Regions from separate parts of the Hordeum vulgare genome. Here region 2 is linked to region 1. The links are chromatin contacts, called in public Hi-C maps. All regions are on one chromosome and are shown on one strand. Each heading gives the region's core, a stretch centred on a gene start, on an enhancer-like site or on the middle of the called end of the contact. The rest is flanking DNA. Distances are from core to core; before and after follow the strand shown.

Region 1 (5,231 bases), core at 1,287-3,786:
CCTGGTTCTTCTGACGGTGCACCATTTGCTCGCATTGGATACACTCCTAGACCAGTTCATCATAACACTGGCCACAATTACTCACCGCCAGCTTTTACAACTTCTTCCATCTCTGGAGCAGTTCGGTGTGAGCCTGCTAACCCTCGCTATCAACCTGCCATCCCCAGCTATCCTCCTGCTACCTCTGCAGCATCATCAAGTGTCCAGCCATTACATGCTGAAGCTGGTGCATCTTTTAGACAGCCAAGGCACGTCTCTGTAGGGCATGGTGGTAGTGCAAGGAGTAGAAGGATGAGGGATTCCTATCATTGTTTTCATCCTTTGATGATTGAGGACAATAACCTTGGAAGATCGGCAGCTGAGGTAGTCATGTTTATTTTTTCTTCCAACATCCTATACATTTTGAACTTGTATCTAATTTAGTTGCACTCCCTTTGAAGCGTTTTATGATGCTGGACCAGTTAGTCATCCACGAATCTAGAGAAGCATTAGACCCTCACTGGGACATGAGACTGGACATTGATGACATGAGCTATGAGGTAGGGAGAAAACTAATTTAGGTTTTTCTTATCGCCTAGATCTGCATCAAATAATCTTGAACAAATGTAAATTTTTGATATTGTCACGTACAGGAGCTCCTGGCGTTGGAAGAACGAATAGGCAGTGTAAACACTGGCCTGGCTGATGAAAAAATCTCAGGATGTGTGATGGAGCTAGCCTGTCATAGTTCTGCCCGTACACAGAATGATCAAAACAATGAAAGATGCATAATTTGCCTGGTAAGACGACACTCGCATGTGTTTCATGTGTATCATAATTGGCAACAAATTTTTATACACTGTATTTCTGGTTCGGTAAGTTTGTTCATCTGCATACGCTTGCTGTAGGAGGAGTACAAGCAGAAGGACTCCCTTGGGAAGCTGAAATGTGGGCATGACTTCCACGCGGGCTGCATCAAGAAGTGGCTGGAGGTGAAGAACGCCTGCCCGGTTTGTAAAGCCGACGCCGCAAATGAAACCACCTGAGGGACCAAATAGCGAGCCCCTCAATATTTATCCTAGTTCAGGAATTTCAGTTATATCTGCTCATTGTGCTGCTCAAGTTGGCTGTGTAAATAATAATTTGTCCTAAAGTTAGGATTGTTTTGTGAACTCAAAACACATCGTGCCCGATGTAAGTATGAATCTTTGAGCAAGTTATCGATTAGTTTCCAAAGCCTCCGATCCCCGGTAATTAATTTCCTGCTCGCAAGATGTCTTTTTTTTTTTTTGCTGTTGACATCTCAGAGTTTCTTCTCATGATTGAGCAGCAGGCCATTAGGAGGTTGTTGTCTTGCCAGCTTCGCCTCTGCTAGCAAACGGGACGGTTGGGTGTTCGGAATCAGTGATATTACATCCGAGCTCATCGGGTAGCTTGCTTCTAATTTCTTCATGCCTTGCATGGGTGATGGATGCACCACCATCCTGACCCGGATGGTTGGGTCCGGTGTTAGCATCATCTGCAAGGTGGTGAACTCATGTGGTGATGGCCATAGCATATACTGTATGATCAGACGGCCCCAAAGGATGTATGCTCTCACGTGAGAGCCGTGAGATAATTGCTCGCCTTACAGCTTAGAGGTGCACGGCTGAGTGTGATCTTCCAGCCAACGATGGATCGATCGCTGTCCCGCGATAAGCAGTCGTTATTTCCCCTCAGGGATTCACCTCAATTATAACCACGAGAAGATGAAATCCCAACCCTTGATTCTGAATGGTGCGCACTTGATATATCTTTTCAGGGTTGAATCTTGCATGATTTTCCATGCTTAATTACCATTATACTCCCTCCGTTCCTAAGTATTCTTTCTGTACCTAAATACTTATAGTTGAAAAAAAACGAGTATAAGAGTTTTTAAAGATCTCATTACGGAGTATATACTAACGTATATAGACATATTACACTAGACCGGATGGCTGACAATTACATTAGACCAATTGATCCAACTTTCTGTGAACCTCATCCAGCACTTAAAAAAACACGTCAAACGTTGGCCTTTATAATCGAAATAGAGTAAAAATTCAACACAAAAGTATGCAAAAATGGGTAAAGAAACACTAAAATACGAAAAGACTGATGGAGCAAATGGGATTATGAGAATCCACCGCACTTCCAAACGCAGCAATAGAGAGCGAGATGAAACAGATCGAACCTATCTTGTTTATGATACTATTGATATAGAAATTGGAAATTACACACTTTCAGTATTACTATGTGCAGTTTTAAGTGAGTGCAAATTATGAATATTACATCCACACGAAGATTAGCAGACGGATTAATCAAAACCCTATTAATTAATTAGCACTTAGCTGCTCCATGAAGCAACCTAGGCAATCCACCTGTTAATGTTCCATCCATTCCTCGATGGCTCGATCTACTTCCATCTCACCTTACGTACAGCGTCTCCATGATTAACCTGCGGATCCCACTTCCATTAATTGCATCTCAATCGCACCACCGCACACATATATATAGCATAGCAAGCACGAAGTATAGCATCATACAGAGAACAAGCAGCACAAAGCAATGGAGGCGCATATGCGACCCATGACGGCCACCTTTCTCCTCGTGCTCCTCTCTCTGTCCGCAGCCGCTCCGTCGGCTCGTGGACAGGCGGTGGCGGCCGCGGCGGCTCCAGCGGCGGCTGCCCCGAAGACGATCAAGGCGGTGCTGACCAAGGCCGGGCAGTTCACCAAGTTCCTCCAGCTGCTGCAGTCGACACAGGAGGAGGAGCAGATCGACACCCAGCTCAAGGGCAAGGCCTCGTCCAGCGGCGGCCTCACCGTCTTCGCGCCGCCGGACAACGCCTTCACCGCGCTCAAGTCCGGCTCCCTCAACTCCCTCTCCGACCAACAGAAGACGTCGCTGGTGCAGTTCCACGTGGTCTCCCAGCTGCTCCCCATGGCGCAGTTCGACACGGTGAGCAACCCGCTGCGGACGCAGGCCGGCGACACCGGCAGGGGCAAGTACCCGCTCAACGTCACGTCCGACGGCGGCGGGAGGGTGAACATCTCCACCGGCGTCGTCAATGCCTCCGTCGATGGCACGCTCTACACCGGCGACAGGCTGGTGGTGTACCAGGTGGACAAGGTGTTGCTTCCGTGGGCGCTCTACGGGCCGCCCGTGCCTGCGCCCGCGCCGTCACCGGCGTCGGACAAGGACAAGAAGAAGGCCGGGCCAGTGGCGGTGGCCGATTCGCCGGAGGCCGTTACGGCCACCCCGTCCGCGGCGGCGCCCCGGGAGATGCGGGGCCTTGGCGGCGGTCTCTGCGTGCTGGCCGTCGCTGTGGCGGCCGCGTGGCGTGGCATGTGACGATCGAGGAAGAATGGCGGACGATGTTGCCATGCATTGGATGTTTTCCGTTTTCTTCGTCGAGAGACGAGAGGTGCTCGAATCCTTTGGTTTGTTTCGGTGTGTTGTTCTTCGCTTTGTTGTTGTTTTTCTGTATGATCGTCGTATTTTCTGAAGCTTCGTAATGTTTCGGTCGGTATTTTTCCACTGTGACAAAGTAGCAATATTGAGTGCATCGCCGTGCATGCATAGCAACCGAGCTTTCCTTTTAGGAAATATACTAATTGACGAATGTTGGAAAAGGGATGTCAAACAAACGGTTTTTGATGACATTTTTTAGATGGTAAGAGCATCCACAGCCAGACCCCTTATATCTGTCTCAAACGCTCGAGCAACCTGTCCGGTTAGTGCACTTCATAACGTTTCAGTCGGCATTTTACCAATGTGACAAAGTAGCAATATTGAGTGCATCGCCGTGCATGCATAGCAACCAAGCTTTCCTTTTAGGAAATATACTAATTGACGAACGTTCGCTGAAAGAGGGATGTCAAACAAACGGTCTTTGATGGCAATTTTTAGGTGGTAAGAGCATCCACAGCCGGACCCATTATATCCGTCTCAAACGCCCGGGCAACCCGTCCGGTTAGTGCCCGATCATTAAAAAGTGATCCAGAGGGTCGCCTAAACAGACCTCAAATGACCGGGCTGACCGACATCCCTCATATCCAGCACAAATATGAGAAGGATATGGGGAGCCCGGGCACACCATCCTGACAGGCTCGGCCCACCCACGACCACACGGCTGTCCCACAAAAGATGCATCTGACTCATCGCTTCGAAACCCTAGCTCACTCACTCTCCTATCTCGCTCCGTCCTCTCCTCTCCGTGCATCGAATCCTATCAAATCTGTCTAATGCCGAGCTCTGGCAGCCGCTCCGACGACAACCTGGATCCGGAGTATGAGCTTGACCTTCGCATCGCCTTGGAGCGGTCCAAGGTGGAGACCGGGCCGGGGCAGCTTCGGATCGGCAGCCTCGCCGCTTCCCCTCTGACGCAGCTCGGACGTCGGCGCTGGCCCCACCCGATCCATGTGTAGCTCCGGAAGTCGGCCTGCGCAATCCGCGCCTCCCCTGCACTGTCCCGTGGCCCCGTCGGCTATTGATCCCCCACGTGGGCAGTGGTGTGTGCTTGTGCCCGCCGCGCCGGTCTGGACACACACGTCGGAATCAGAGGCGTGTGTTGCACGCCCTGAGTGGCAACGACAAAGGGAGAGGTCAGAGGCAGAGCAATCCATGCGCTGCCGTCGTGGGATGGAGGCGGAGCCCGATGAGGACGCGTGGCTCCTCGAATGGGTCTACCGTCGGTCGCTTACGACCGTGGAGACGGACGTGTGACGGCTCTGACGGAAGAACGCGAAGGTGCTCCGGATTGCCATTGAGCAGTCGGAGCGCAAGGCGGCGAAGGTAGCGGCGAAGGCGGCTTGGCTCCCCAAGTTCAAGCGGGAGCAGGACAGGGAGGTCCAGCGGCTAAAAGGGCTCCTCGTCCGACAACTGGCCGATTCTCCACTAGCCGCCGACTCCTACAATTACGTCGGCGACCAGAAGGGCAAAGGGAGGCGAGGAAGTGGTGACTATCCCTGTCTCCGTTTATATTTTACCTATGTTTAGCTAGTTCATAGTTAGGATTTGCCGATGAACTCCGATGAACTATGCTCCTTTTGTTCGGCCAATCCAATGAACTTTGTGTTGATCTATTTTTACGTAGCGTTGCATGGGTTGTATGGTTTTGAGGGTTCGTATATGAGAGAAGCGGATGTGGAAGATAACAAATAAGGTGCATGCGGTCAGTGTCCGCGGCGCGTCCGCGGCGTTTGAGGGGCCATATTTGCTAGGTCCGGCTA
Region 2 (5,463 bases), core at 1,432-3,931, 260 kb after region 1:
CAGTAGTGGGATTGGCGTTGACGTCATCACCGATCATGTTGTCGAAGATGTTGTCGATGTTGGGAAAGAAGTCACCGCCGGCGTCCGTGGCGTCCATGATGAAGAAGCCAGTAGTCGCGCAGAACGCTCCCCAAAAACCTTATCATCCTTAGCCCGCACAATACTCAAAGTGGAAGGGTTTTGGAGGCCTACTGTCCCGATCTGTGGTGCGCGCTACAAGCTGGGATGAGGAAGAACCTATCAGCAACTCAGAGATTGGAACTCAATGGCATGATGAAGATGATGTTTTGATGTGTCTCTCTAGAAAGGATCAACCTTCCTTTTATAGGCACAAGAGAAGGAGGGAATATGCAACACGAGAGGCGAAGCAAAAGAGGAAGATGAAACGAACATGCAACAACCGAAGGGTACAATGTTCGTATTTAATCTCCACTACAACAAAACTTTTCAACTCTCGAGCGACCTTTCGTATACCAGTCGTGCATGTCAAAAATTTAGTCATTGGCTCGGCTCATTCCTACAACCCGCGGCATGGCGCGGCGGGCGGCACAGGAGGAGTGCGCATGCATGTCTCTCTTGTTCTCATGCTAATACATGTGGGGAAACATCCTCCCTTATAAGTAGACCCAACTCCTACCAAACTAGCAACATGGGACTAAACTTTAGTCCCACCTCTAACCTTGCATAGTGGGCCTCTAGGATTTATCAAGAATTCTGAAACTGGTTATTGGCTGGGCCATATATGGATCATAATCCAGCAAAGAGATCAAGGCCAAGAGAGCTGGGGTGGCCCCAAGCCATCAGGGCGCGACCACCCCCCAACGCGCCTTCTTGGATTGGGGCACCTCGAGTGCCCTCCCATCCTCCTCCACTCTTCCAGGTCTTATTTTTGTCCAAAAAATATCAAAAAGTTTTGGGGTATTTGGACTTTGTGTGGTACAGTATTCCCGAAAAGTCAAAAACATGCATAAAATAGCAGCTGACACTTGACACTGGGTCAATAGGTTAGTGCTCAAAAATAATATAAAACAACAAACAAATGCTTAAAAAGTATCCTAGAATGATAATATAATAACATGAAACAATTAAAAATTAAAGATACGTTGGAGACGTATCACTCACTCTTAGTGTGAGTTCCTCTCAGGACATGGGGGCCTCAGAGCGCTATGTATGCCATCGCTAGCGCATCCTACACATCTTCTTCTTCAAGTCTGCCTAGGTCATGCCACCCACATGGTGACTCCTCTAGATGCTCTGTGATGGAAGATACCTTCATATAGTGAGTTATGTAGTCGTTGTTGTGGCTTGGATATTGTATGCAACGATATTGACGTGGTCTATTGGTTTTGTGCCATCTTCTTGGCTGGAGATTGGGCGAGATGAGTTCTCTCATTCTCGTTTGACGAAAAAGGGTTTCCCCTGCTTTGTATTACAAAGCAACCAACCGATACAATCAACGATAGGTGCTGGGGCAGACAACACAATCATGCCCAAAAGAAAGACAAAAGAAAAATAAGAGAAAACATGCGAGCAACACCGGATCAACGGAAGTTGTAGTGTCCCGCAACTTTTGCGACCACCGAACAATTCCATCACAGTTGGGTGCCATCGGATTGCCACGTGCCAAGCAACACCTTCAAGAAGGACTGTGTCGATTATGACGCTACTGCCTCGACAAGTCATATGATTTCTCCCGGCACACGGAGGGGGTGAGGGAGAGGTACATCCAACGCCCTTTAGGAAAGGAGGGGAGCCCATAGGTGTCATCGCACCGGTGTCGACCATATCTGACAGTGATTTCTTCCAACCCCTAGCACCCACCGCCCGAAACCAATCCTTAGCTCCACCATGCCAACCACCCACCAACATGCGCCACCGCAGTCACGAGGACACCACTGTCGTCTCACCACAATAAACGCAGCGAGGCTGGCTGGACTAAGACATAACCACCGTAGATGAGGACCGACAGTATCACAACCGCGTGGGAGGGGACCACCTCCACCGACCCAAGCGGTAGCAGACCAGACATAGTAGCAGGGGCATGCCGGACCCCCCTGCCCAGCCGGGCCCAGATCGGACCCGTTAAGCCCCCGCCGCCGTGCTGCAGCAGACGCAACACAGGAGCCACCGCACCATGGTCCGTATCGCGCCACACCAGCCGGAGACGACCCGCCGGAGACCGAACCGGCCCACCCCGACCCAGATAGCCAAGCCCCATCGCCAAAGGGCCGTGCCGCCGCCCGAACTTCCTCGGGGCACCGCCCGCCGAGGACCACCGCCATCGGAGCACGCCGCCCCGAGTGGGGAACCACGGCGGGAAAAAGGTAGGGACCGCCACCACCGGCCTCACGGCGCCGTCCGGGCAAGTGCCCGGCCACGCCTGTCGACGGTAGCGGCGAGAGAAAGGTAGGGAGGGGAGGTTTGGCGGCGGGGGGAGGAAGGGGCCGTCCCGGTCGCCTCGCTCGGCGAGGCGACGCGGGAGGTATCGGGGGATGTCGATTCCATTCTCGTGTGTAGTAGGTGTGGTTCTAATCCCAGGGATTAGAGTGGTGTGGTGTGCCATATTTAGCATAGTATTCAAACCATGGATGACTTTTTTCACTCTTTCTTCTATCTTGTGCGTATTCGGGAAGAAAAAAATTGAAATTTGACGAGGGTTCATGGTTTGCAAAGTTGACCTTTTCGTTTCCTTCACGGGAGCGGAGCCCTTGGTCCCCTGATACGGAGATTCGGATATCTGCAGGGAGCTAGACGCAAAAGAGCAAATTCTTGCACATCTCCCCTTCGTTCGCGTCATCACCCCCACCCCTGTATACTCCCCTTCACTTGCCTGCCTCTGTCTCCCGCATCGCGATCAGTCATCTCCTCTCAGCCTCCCCCGCCTCGCCGGAGATCACGAGAGGCGCCGGCCCCCGTCCCCGCGATGGACGCCTCCTACCGCCGTTCAGGTGCGGGCGGCGGCGGCGGCTCAGCCCCCCGCACTGTCGAGGACATCTTCAAGGACTACCGCGCCCGCCGCAACGCCATCCACCGCGCTCTCACCCACGGTACGCGCCCCCCACCCACTCCCTCCCCGCCGCCTAAACCCCAAACCTAGTCCTAACCTTCCCCCCTTCCTTCGCAGACGTCGAGGAGTTCTACGCGCAGTGCGATCCAGGTGAGGCCCCGACGCGATCTCTCCCCTCTCTGCTACAGTTTCGATTCGATTGGCTACGAGCTGCCCTCCTCAGATCGCGATGTGCTTTCGTGTCTCGACAGAGAAGGAGAACTTGTGCCTGTACGGGTACGCCAACGAGGCGTGGGAGGTGGCGCTGCCCGCGGAGGAGGTGCCCACCGAGCTGCCGGAGCCGGCGCTCGGGATCAACTTTGCGCGCGACGGCATGAAGCGCAGCGACTGGCTCGCGCTCGTCGCCGTCCACTCCGATTCGTGGCTTGTCTCCGTAGCCTTCTACTATGCCGCGCGGCTCACTCGCAACGACCGGTATGATTATGATGCCCCCTCTGTTCCTTTGGGTTTGATGAGTGATGCTTTTGTGCTGCAGTGCCAGTGTCACGCACTCATGTTAAGATTCTAAATCCGGACAGTCTACGAAAGTATTATTAGCTCATAGAGGCAAGTTATTACTTGTTGGTGTCCTGTATAGACAAGGGGATATATTAACAGGGCATCAAGGGACTTATGGGGAACTTGTTGGGATTTGAGGTTAAAGCCGGAATTTGCATGTTATGCATGTAGGTGCCTGCGAACATGTTATGTACGTGGGTGTGAATAGTAATCTGGTGTCTGGTTTAGATACGATTTCTTATGAATTTTCATGGGGAATTTTTGGGTCTTCTGTAGTGGTTATCCTGTGATCTGATGGAGAAAGAGATATAGCCCAATCTATCATGTTATCTGCAACTCTGCATGCTCCATCTTAGTAATGAAAGTAGTCAAGTGGAGAAAGATTATATGAACTCATGATGAGTAGTAACCTCACTGAAATGAGGCACCTTTTTTTTCCTATATAGTAATTGTGATATAAAATTCCAAGCATGCCTAATGTCAACAGAGGATGATGTGGTGTATAGAAAGTTAATTTTGTGTGGAAAGGAATTCGCATCCAAGTGTTTTGTCTTTCCCTCTATGGTTTGCACCTAGGCATACGCTTGAAAGCAGAATGCCTAGCGCTTGACCGTGCTAGTGCTATGCATACGCTTAGGTGTGACAAGCACTTTTCAGAGGCAGAACTAGGAATTCGCGTCTAGCGCTTTTTTGAACCTTGATGGTTAGTATGGTATTAAGTTTTGAAGATTCATGTAAATAACAAAAAACTCTCTTCTTAAGCCACATGGAGGATTGTGTGGTTTATGCAATGTTAGTCTTTTTTGCGTGGAAAGAAAATCACATCCATGTTTTTTTCTGTTCCTCTGTGGTTGGCATGGCTCTATAAAAGTCAATGTTTTAAATAGCGGGCTATGCCATTTAGCGGCAGCCCATCCAGCAGCTATTAGAGGCTATAACCCCATTTAGCGTTTTTCTTAAATCATGAATAAATAAAAAAATGATACTATAAGGCATCATATATAATATATAACATGTATATGTCATAGTCATAGATATATATTCCAGTCACATATCGCAACTACTCGCCATGGCTCAGGCTCGGGAATGGCCTCATTCATACATTCATACAAGTAACAGCACTAGAAACAAATCAAAGATTAGGAAAAAAATGAGTAAACAGAGGAAAGCGACTTTATCTTGTGATGCCATAGATGCAATGGAGCAGCCTAAGGTGGCTGGGACTGAGACATCCTCGTCTTGGCTGGGAGCAGCCAAAGCGATCTGAAGGTTGCCGGGGCAGCAGCTGAAGCTCGTCACCGTGACAGACTTGCTACTCGCCGGCTTACCGACGTTGTGTTCATCTTGCTGCTTGGTGCTCTGCTCCTCCTCAACATGGCCGCTGCTCCGCATTCTCTCCCTCTCAGGAGGGGACGTTGCCAGGAGAAGGAGGGTGGGGGGCCGATGTTGCCGTTGCCACCGCCGCAAGCCGGAATCACGTTTTTGGGAGGAAATGATACGGGGTGTTGCGGATTTCGGGATGGGTAGGGTTAGGAGTTATTTGGACCGCGGGTGATTCCGATTTGGGCCGGGGCTGCTGGAAACAGACGCTAAAGGTCCCAGGATTTAGCGGTAAACCCTTCTTGTAGCGCCAAGGCTCCAAAACGCTCTAAAAGCACATCTAGGCATTTGCTTGAAAGCAGAATGCCCATCGCTTAATCGTGCTAGTGCTAGGCGTGCGCTTAGCTGAGACATGCATTAGGCAGAGGCAAAACTAGGAATTGAAGCCTAGCGCTTTTTTGAACCTTGATGGTTAGTATGTGTTAACTTTTGAAGATACATCTAAATAAAAACAACCTTTTTCTGAAGCCAATAGCAATTTTCACATGTTAACCTCAGTTCTGTGGAGAAGAAAATTC

What was found. Hi-C and Micro-C count contacts between places; a contact is called where the count stands out from the background.
Region 2: a Hi-C map of seedling shows a contact between it and region 1, with 5 times the contacts expected there. The contact joins the promoter of LOC123426411 here to the promoter of LOC123407758 in region 1. A contact is called at or near these places in 3 of 6 Hi-C or Micro-C datasets (leaf and seedling) and 1 of 1 datasets of contacts at active chromatin or transcription factors (embryo).

What each region holds. Positions count from the first base shown.
Region 1 is chr1H:103,565,074-103,570,304 of MorexV3_pseudomolecules_assembly, forward strand. It overlaps LOC123407758 (fasciclin-like arabinogalactan protein 11), which reads left to right and starts at 2,537. Exons shown (of 1, transcript XM_045100962.1): 1 at 2,537-3,537. The coding sequence starts at 2,566. The coding sequence ends at 3,351. LOC123426405 (probable E3 ubiquitin-protein ligase RHG1A) reads left to right here. Exons shown (of 7, transcript XM_045110240.1): 4 at 1-363; 5 at 441-539; 6 at 633-779; 7 at 888-1,215. The coding sequence ends at 1,025.
Region 2 is chr1H:103,822,190-103,827,652 of MorexV3_pseudomolecules_assembly, forward strand. It overlaps LOC123426411 (PHD finger protein ALFIN-LIKE 1), which reads left to right and starts at 2,682. Exons shown (of 5, transcript XM_045110250.1): 1 at 2,682-3,047; 2 at 3,125-3,157; 3 at 3,259-3,481. The coding sequence starts at 2,924.